Linked DNA regions of Mus musculus: region 2 is linked to region 1. A link is a contact called in public HiChIP or PLAC-seq data. All regions are on one chromosome and are shown on one strand. Each heading gives the region's core, a stretch centred on a gene start, on an enhancer-like site or on the middle of the called end of the contact. The rest is flanking DNA. Distances are from core to core; before and after follow the strand shown. Region 1 has its middle 21 kb from the start of Gm40557. Region 2 overlaps Ttc7b (tetratricopeptide repeat domain 7B).

Region 1 (4,092 bases), core at 712-3,211:
TTAGTGTTGCATGGCGTGATGGCACATACAATGTAAACTGCACATGTGGTATGTTCAGAGCTAAGGCTGCAATGGAATCCTGCAACACACCCAGAGAGAGCCCTGCCAGGAGCACCCCAGATTTGTTGTACGAAAATATGAAATATCTATTTATTTTTACGCAATGAGCCATCTCAATATCCCTCATCAAACTTTTGACTTTGAATTAATTTTAGGTGGTTGTGTGTTTACAAACCTTTTGTTGCTGTTGTTGCTGTTGAGATTTTTTTGTGTGTGTGTGACTCCCACATTCTGTTACAGTGTAAGTAGCTGCATTCTAGACTAACTCAGACGTCTAGCTAGACCAGGCAAGAATTCCTTACCCGCAAAGTCATGAGATAAACGAGTCGTGATTGTTCTAAGCTACTAAACATACAGGTTCATCCTGTTTTGAAGTGATAGATGAAGCTACCAGAACCAAAGACATTCTCCCATTGTTTTGGCTGTATTTATACAGGGCTCAGACACAGTAGAATGTGTAACTAAGGGGCTGGAGGGATGACTCAGCAGTTAGGAGCACTTACTGCTCTTGCAGAGGACCTACACAGCAGCACACACTCATTTGTAACTCCAGTTCCAAGATGTCTGATGCTCTTTCACCTCTTCTGGCCTCTATGGGCAACAGGCACCATGCAAATACACACAGACAGGCACACAGACACACAGACAGACACTAATTCCCAGGAAATAAAAATAAACGAATCTTTAAAGAATGTGTGACTTGCAGGGTGTTAGTGGCAGCAGCACACAGACTTTAATCCCAACACTTGGGAGGCAGAGGCAAGAGGATCTCTGTGAGTTAGAGGAGTTCCAGGGCATGTATGACTCAGTGGCATTTAGTATCACATGCTGAGCAGTCACTATCTCTGTCAAGTTCCAAACATTGTCATCAGTCAGAAGAAAACCTTGTGCTCATCAGAAGTTGGTCCCTAACGCCTCCTCTTGTGGACACCGTGATTTGCCCTTTGCTGCGGATTTACCTATTAAGAACATTTTATTGCCATAAAAGATCACAGTCTGGGCTTCTGCTGTGTGGCTTCCTTCATCCAGCAAGGGTTTTTCAGTGCTGTGCATTACAGGCAAAAGAAGCATACCAGCTTGAACGGTGAGGTTCCCCACAAGATGGCTATGTTGAGGGGCTCCCAGCAGATACACAAGGCTTGTGTCAGAGTGAGGACCCCAGTGTCTGGACTCTGGATTGACCCCCCCCCCAAAAAAACCCCAAAGAAATAGGTACAGGAACCTTACTGTACCAGACGGTGTTTTTTTCTCCCTTGGTGTATGCATTGTTCCCATGGATCCCTGCTAAAGCTCATGCGTCACTGACCACGGAGTAAGGGAGCCCTCCAGGTGGAAGCAATGCACATGCCCACTGATGATACAAAGATGAAGGAAACAAGTCCATCTTTCAATGGATCATCATTTAGTCCTGAAGAGACACAATGTTACTTTTTGGGGGGTGGGGGTTGTTTTGTTTGTTTGTTTGTTTTCGAGACAGGGTTTCTCTGTGTATCCCTGGCTGTCCTGGAACTCACTTTGTAGACCAGGCTGGCCTCGAACTCAGAAGTCCACCTGCCTCTGCCTCCCAAGTGCTGGGATTAAAGACGCCAGCACACCTGGCAAGAAACAATGTTACTTAATAAGAGGCACAACCTTGAAAACATTATGCTGAGTGAAGAAAGCCACGTGCACGCATACACACACACACACACACACACACACACACACACACACACACACACACACACACACACACTGCATGGTAGATTCTATCGCTGTGAACACTGCATGGTAGATTCTATCGCTGTGAAAGATTCTTGGTAGGTAAATCCAGAGCGATCCCCAAAGGCAGTTTCCAGGAGGAGCTGTCCAACAAGGCTCTCTGGTGGTCCAAGCAGTGGGGCCTCGAGCATCCAAGACAGGCATGGCAGAAAGCAGTAGACTGTAGGTGGGAGCAGCCTGTTCTCCACTCCTGCCCTGACACCTCCTGCAGTACTCAGCTAGTTCTCTTCAGCTTCCAGCACACATCCTGCCATCCTGCAGCGCCACTGAAAGCGTCCACAGGCAGATGTGGGAAGAAAGAGGACTGGGACCAATGAGGGGCTTGTTCAGTCTCTAACGTATGTCCCCTTGGGGTCAGAGTCCCAAAAAGCAGTTTCAGATGAGGCTTGTTCCCTCTCCAAGCCTGGACCTTGGAACTCTGATCCAAACATACTCAGGAAGCTAGGACGGCTGCCGAGGTGTCTCCAGAAAACTGAAGAGAGCAAAGAAGACTTGCCAGTTTCCATGGAAACCATCCAAAATTTAAAAGACTAGGAGTTTAATCTCTCTCACACACACCCCTGCCTCTCTCCTCCCTCCCCACCCTCCCCTCTCTCCCCCACTCCACACTCACACACAAATCCCATTGTGCTGCATTATTCTGATGAGACCTTGGCGGGGCTGCCGAGAGGAGTCAGGATTTGGGGCTTTCTGTAGAACACGGAGCCCTAGAATTCATTTTATGGGTTTAAACTAAAGCATGAAGAAACATTTGGAATGCAAAATACCTAAATCCTCTATGCCGCGGAAGATCAAAAAATAAATAAATAAAAGAGGTGAAAGCTTTTTGCTAGATTAAAAGGAAAGAAGATGTGGGGGTGGGGTGAGGAAGGTTGGGAGCCTGTCTCTGGAGCTCAGCTGTCATTCCAGCCCACCCTGTCCAGTGTCTCCTTCTCTGAGGCTGCTGCAGATGACAGGACTGGACCTATTTTATTGCTTAGGTAGGAGACCCAATCAGAGCAAGGGACTAGTCATAAGATGTTCGTTGGGCTTCCGCGAGGGATAGCCTCTGCTGCTGTGGTCTGAAGTTTCTACATGAACAGCATTACCCAACTGGGAACTGGGTGGGGGTAGGGGGTGGGACTGGGAGCATCAAACTGCACATGAACCAAACACAGATTCTCTTGTCGTTACTCCCTAAACAATCCTAACAGCCACTTAGAAAGTATTTATATTGCATTAAAGCATCTAGAGATGGCTCAAAGCACATGCATGTTGTGTGACTAACCACTTTCCATAGGAGCGTTGAGTACTGGGGTTTAAGCATCTGCCTGAACACGCTCGTGCGCGCGCGCGTGTGTGTGTGTGTGTGTGTGTGTGTGTGTGTGTGGTTATCCTGGAACCAGACTCTTGGAAACTGACTTGTGCTGTGAGCCTATACCTGCACTATTTGTTTTTTTTAAACCTTCCGAGCCCTTCCCTCTTTCCCAGACATCTTATCTCATATATTTGCCCTAACTGCCCAGGTCTTGCTGCCCCTCACCTCATCAGTGGTCCATGTATTCCACTGATCAGCCTCTGGCTTTATTCAGTAACTTCATTTTTTTTTATTTTTTATTTTTTTTAAGATAGAGTCTCACTATGTGTATCTCTGAATGGCTGGAACTCACTAATCCAGCTGGCACTGAGCTTACAGAGGTCTAACTAGCTCTGCTACCCGAGAACCACCAGACCTGGCACTATTCTTAGTCCATGGAATATTTCAGCCAGGAAGTCATGCCAATGGATCTAATCCTGCCTCATTTATAAAGAAAATAAAATGATCCTCATTTTCTCAGAGTCCCCACAACAATCCAGCAAGGTCCAAGGCTTTATTACTGTACAAACATGAGCTTGAATCTTGAGAGATTTTCAGTGGCTTGCCCAAGGTCTCATGGCCCTGTACCCACTGTGTTTTCTGTTTTTATTTCTCTTGATGAAGATGAGTCTGAATATGTGTGGGGTGAGCGTGTGTACTTGCCTAGGCCCTGCAAGCCCAGGGTGTCCCTTATCCCACTTGGCTGCTGGTCTCCATGAGGTACCAGCAGGCTTGTAGCTTGGGGATCTTAAACAGCGCATAGCAGGCCAGTCTTGTGTCCCTGACCATGTCAAACCCCAGAGACCTCTTTGAAGTGCCATGACGCTCCAGATGAACAACATAAATTCATGGAAATGTTTCACAAGGGCGTTTTTCCTCTGCCGGTCTCCATTTCCGTGAAAAACACAGCCTTGGAGGTAAACACTGTTTGCTGC
Region 2 (4,092 bases), core at 812-3,311, 260 kb after region 1:
CATGAAGCCTCCTGCCACAGCGCAATCACAGCCTCTAGAGTAGAAAGGGTGGGAAGCTCAAAGGAGAGGTACAGTTTGCTAGCAGCTCTCCACACCATCAAGGCCAGACAGCATCCCCCACCCCCACCCAACCCACACACAAGTCCTGAGCTTCCTTTCCACCATAGCAAAATTGGCACACAGGAGCTCGGCAGTGACCTACTTCTGACGTCCATCCCTACCACACATGGACTTCTCTAGAAAACGACTTGCCCCCTCACCATCCAAAGGGATCTCAGAGCTTCAAATGCAGAAAGCAGCTTTTCAAAGAAACGCAATGAGGCTTCTCTGGTCTCCTGCACGCTCTCTAGACACAGGGGACATAAGCACAGGGGAGTTGAGGCTGTGTCCGGTGTCTCACACGGTCTCAGGCACTGATTCGTGAGCTTTCTACTTCAGTAGCTTCTTGGGACACAAACCCCCAAAGATCAGAGAACTGTCTTGTTCTACTGCTCACCTAGAAGGTCATGTTCATTTGTAAACACGCGATTGCTAAAGCTTAAGACAAGATTCTGTTGCTTCAAAGAACCCGTCAGGAAACCCTGGCGCTTTCACATGGGCTTCCTTACTACCACGGACCTTCACCCAGGAGGATACAGGGCACGATCCCCGCTAACGATCTCATGTTTTCTTTCCCTTTTCAAAGGTCCCTGTGTAAACTCAGTCTCTGCTAAAGCTGTCCCAGGCATTCATGACAGGCTGATAAGCCTGGGTGTGACCCAGCTGAACAACTACAGGCTATGGAGCTTCCTCCTAGAGAGTGCAGGGCATTCCTGGACCCTCCTCACTATAGTTCCAGTTTAACAGAGAAGCCCAGGCAGCTCAATTTTCTCCATGCATCTCTGAACTCCCGTTTAATAACCCAGTGACCTCAGTCTCCGAAACTGCAAATGCCAGCTCGGCCTATAGGGACGCTAAGTCAGCCTGCCTTGGAGCAGGGTAGGAACTATAAGGTATTAAGACACAAATGGCAAGCAGATAATTTTTTTTTCAGGTTGATTGGTTTTACTGCTGGGTCTGAAAATATGTTATTGATCACAATTTAAAGAACTAGGCATGTCTTTAAAGTCCAGAGTCAAAAACTATTATTGTCTTATAAGCTATTGGACATGTTTAAAACTCTTTTTTTTTCTTTTTTTTTAAATTAGGTATTTTCTTCATTTACATTTCAAATGCTATCCCAAAAGTCCCCCATGCCCCCCCCCCACTCCCCTACCCACCCACTCCCACTTCTTGGCCCTGGTGTTCCCCTGTACTGAGGCATGTAAATTTAAGTAAGGTATGTGATGCACCTGGAAAGGAGCAATTGCGCATGCGCTACAGTGGTTCCTGTCTGAGTCTTGATGAGGCTCCTGCGACCCCTGGTGGCAGTTGCCCACCTACTGCAGAACGACCTCTGACCCCTGCAAAAAGTTGTGATCCTGACAGATGTGGCCCTAAGCCACAGCTTTTGGTTTATCATCTTGCTATATAATTCTGGGTTCTGGATTTTTAAAACCTGTCCGGAACTCCAAAGTGTCCCAGATATCCTTAAACAAAAAAGTCTGAGGGCTGCCTGCACTGTTTAGTAAAGGCTGTCTGTCCACAACCTCCTGCAGAGTCTACACTGGTTCTAAGAGCTGCTGTTCAAAGGACCTCAACACAACCAGGATCAACCTCTGTCACTAAGGGTGTGCAGTCTCACGGTGACACAACCGTGAAGAGGTGGAGTGATGAATCTTCCCACCAGCTCTCTTAAATGGGGCCTGTAGCCATGCTTGTCTTTAGGGTAGCAAGGATCAAGGGGAATAGGGCCAAGTGGTTAGGACATGTTTAGGACACCTTGCAAGATGCAATCACCACCAATAATTTAGTACTACATCCCAGAACCCAGCATTCAGTAGTCCCTACATACCCTGAGGCCTCTCTGCACAGAAGCTGCCACCTCTCATGGGCACTGGGCAAGGCACAGGGCAGGGACATGCAGCCAAAGTGGGGCTTCCTGTTTCTCCTGCTCTGCGCTCTCCCCAGCCCGCTGTGAACAGCTACACCCTACGCCACACTGCAACACCTCGCTGTCCACAGAACAGTCTGTGCCCTGCTCCCGCCCCCAAGAGAGCTCTGAGCTTTCCAAATATGGGTGTGTGTGTTTTCTTCTTCATTTCCAACACATCATGAATATCTGGGGGAAGAAAATGAGCACTAGACATGGTTTGGCAGCCACAGAAGACTAGGAGGGGTTGTGACCAAGCAAGGCTTGCACCTGGGATCCAATTAGTCAAAACACAAGAGCCAGGCCGGGTGATAGCCCAAATCAGACTTGGTGCAAGTCCGGGCCCCTAGGAGATTCTAGGAGGAACCCGACTGCCACAGTGCAAGAGCTAACTGCATTACAAAGGCTCTTTAGCCAGACAGATGGGAGGCAGTCCACAGACCTGGAGGTGAGGGTCAGCAGGAAAGGAGCCACAGACAAGATTATGTGCTTCAAAGCATGCTGGACCACATCTATATTCATCTAAATAGACAGGATTTCAGACACGCTGAAATTCCCTCACTTCCGACTTAACAACCAGTGTCTATCCGAGTAGAGTTCATGACCAGTTGTGTACCCGGCATGCCAGGGCAAAGCTAACAAACGGTCTCGTGCGGGTAGGGTAGCCTGTGAGGCAGCTCCACCCCTCCTCTGTACACAGAAGCAAGGCAAGCAGCGTGGACATGGCACAGCTTCACTGCCCAGCCTAGACCATGTGCCCGTGTAATTGCTAATCCCATGAATTAATTAATTAATGATACAGTTATGGAAAGGCAAGTGGCAGAAGGGAAACGATTAAACCAAAGCAGAGTGCCAACCTAGACTGTGTGGAACCAGCGGGAGGAGGGTGGGGTCTGCATGCAACAAACAGTGTCAATGAGGGTGAAAGTCCCATGTCACTCAGACCCCTCTCTCCTGAGACCAGAGCTAAGGGACAAGAGAACAGCAACGAGCTAGAAGAAGACAGAGCCAGTTAGGGAGTGGGCCTGGAGGAGGTGGGGCAGGTGAGTGGGCAGCAGGCGGCCTGGAGAAGGGGTGGGTGGGTAGAACACAGCAGGATATGAGGCCAGCCTGGCCATCTGGGAGCCGGCCACAACTCTGGAAGGAAAAAAAAGTGTGCCTACATTCAGCAGAAAACTCACTGGGAACCCAAGCTCTGAGCACAGGGACACTTGTACTCTACTGTGGACTTTTAATTTCAGCTTGACTTGAGCTGACACTCAGGTCTCTGTCTAGCTGCTGCCTTCATCGTACGTGAACATCACCTGCCGCAATAGGAAGCACACAGAGGGGAAGTCACATGTTACTCAGACCCCTCTCTCCTGAGACCAGAGCTCCACTGAGTACCCTACCTCCAGATAACCCTGTCACCACTGGGAGCATCAAATCAGTCCTTGCTCTCCTCCTGCACTGTGGCTCTCCACAGTGAGCTCCAGTCACCCCACCTTATATACCAAGAAGCCTTTAATTCTGACCAATAAGCCAGGACCCTAGAGATCCTTTTAGGCTGAGCAGACTCCCGGGTGATCAGAACTCCTCACTTCAGCTCCAGTCCCATAGGTTCCTTAAGGTCCAGGGAAGCCTCCTCCCGAGGCTGAGGCTCAGCTGCTTTGGGCGTTCCTGTCTAATGGGCTGGAACTACCTTCACGCTTCCCACACACACTTGTCTCGCTAGCCCCTTACACACAGCTTGTCCCCACTGCCTGCCACTTCCCTTTCAAACACCTCCCGGTTCTGACGTGTCTGCCCTGGCCTTGGTGCAGCCCTCTACTTGGAATCTAGGCCTTGGCTGTACCACTGGTATCAGGTGGGACCAATGAGAACAGAGGAAGCATGCTAGTTTTTGAAATGAAAGGGATGTGATGCTTGGAACTGTCTGCATAAGAGATGAAAGATGAAAAAGAAAAGCAACATGGCTACCCACCCACCCCGGAATCTGGCACCAGCAGGAAGCTGCTGCCATCCCAAAAGCTGGAAAGGCCAGAGAGAGGAGGTGGAGTTGAAAGGGCCCGGAAGCTGGGGTCGTTGTGTGGGAGTTAAAC

The links. HiChIP or PLAC-seq counts read pairs in DNA pulled down with a chosen protein or histone mark.
Region 2: an H3K27ac HiChIP or PLAC-seq map of extraembryonic endoderm stem cells shows a contact between it and region 1. The contact joins two enhancer-like sites. A contact is called at or near these places in 1 of 39 promoter capture datasets (neural stem cells), 1 of 15 datasets of contacts at CTCF or cohesin (pro-B cells), 10 of 484 Hi-C or Micro-C datasets (the C10 cell line, the HPC-7 cell line, Th1 cells and 7 more), 4 of 115 datasets of contacts at active chromatin or transcription factors (embryonic basal ganglia, embryonic stem cells, extraembryonic endoderm stem cells and 1 more) and 1 of 9 other capture datasets (liver).

The regions. Positions count from the first base shown.
Region 1 is chr12:100,219,665-100,223,756 of GRCm38.p6, forward strand. No RefSeq gene overlaps it. Among named protein-coding and RNA genes, the nearest start is that of Gm40557, 21 kb to the right of the region's middle. Within about 2 kb of position 1,962, at least 59 of the 459 cell types and tissues checked have an H3K27ac peak or open chromatin away from gene starts, as enhancers often do. A contact at or near this core is called in cerebral cortex, cortical neurons, extraembryonic endoderm stem cells and 1 more, where this site is marked.
Region 2 is chr12:100,478,725-100,482,816 of GRCm38.p6, forward strand. All of the region lies in intron 3 of Ttc7b (tetratricopeptide repeat domain 7B), which reads right to left. It overlaps Gm36375 (elastin-like), which reads right to left. Exons shown (of 2, transcript XM_006516439.4): 2 at 1-4,092. Among named protein-coding and RNA genes, the nearest start is that of Gm36375, 14 kb to the right of the region's middle. Within about 2 kb of position 2,062, at least 78 of the 459 cell types and tissues checked have an H3K27ac peak or open chromatin away from gene starts, as enhancers often do. A contact at or near this core is called in cerebral cortex, cortical neurons, extraembryonic endoderm stem cells and 1 more, where this site is marked.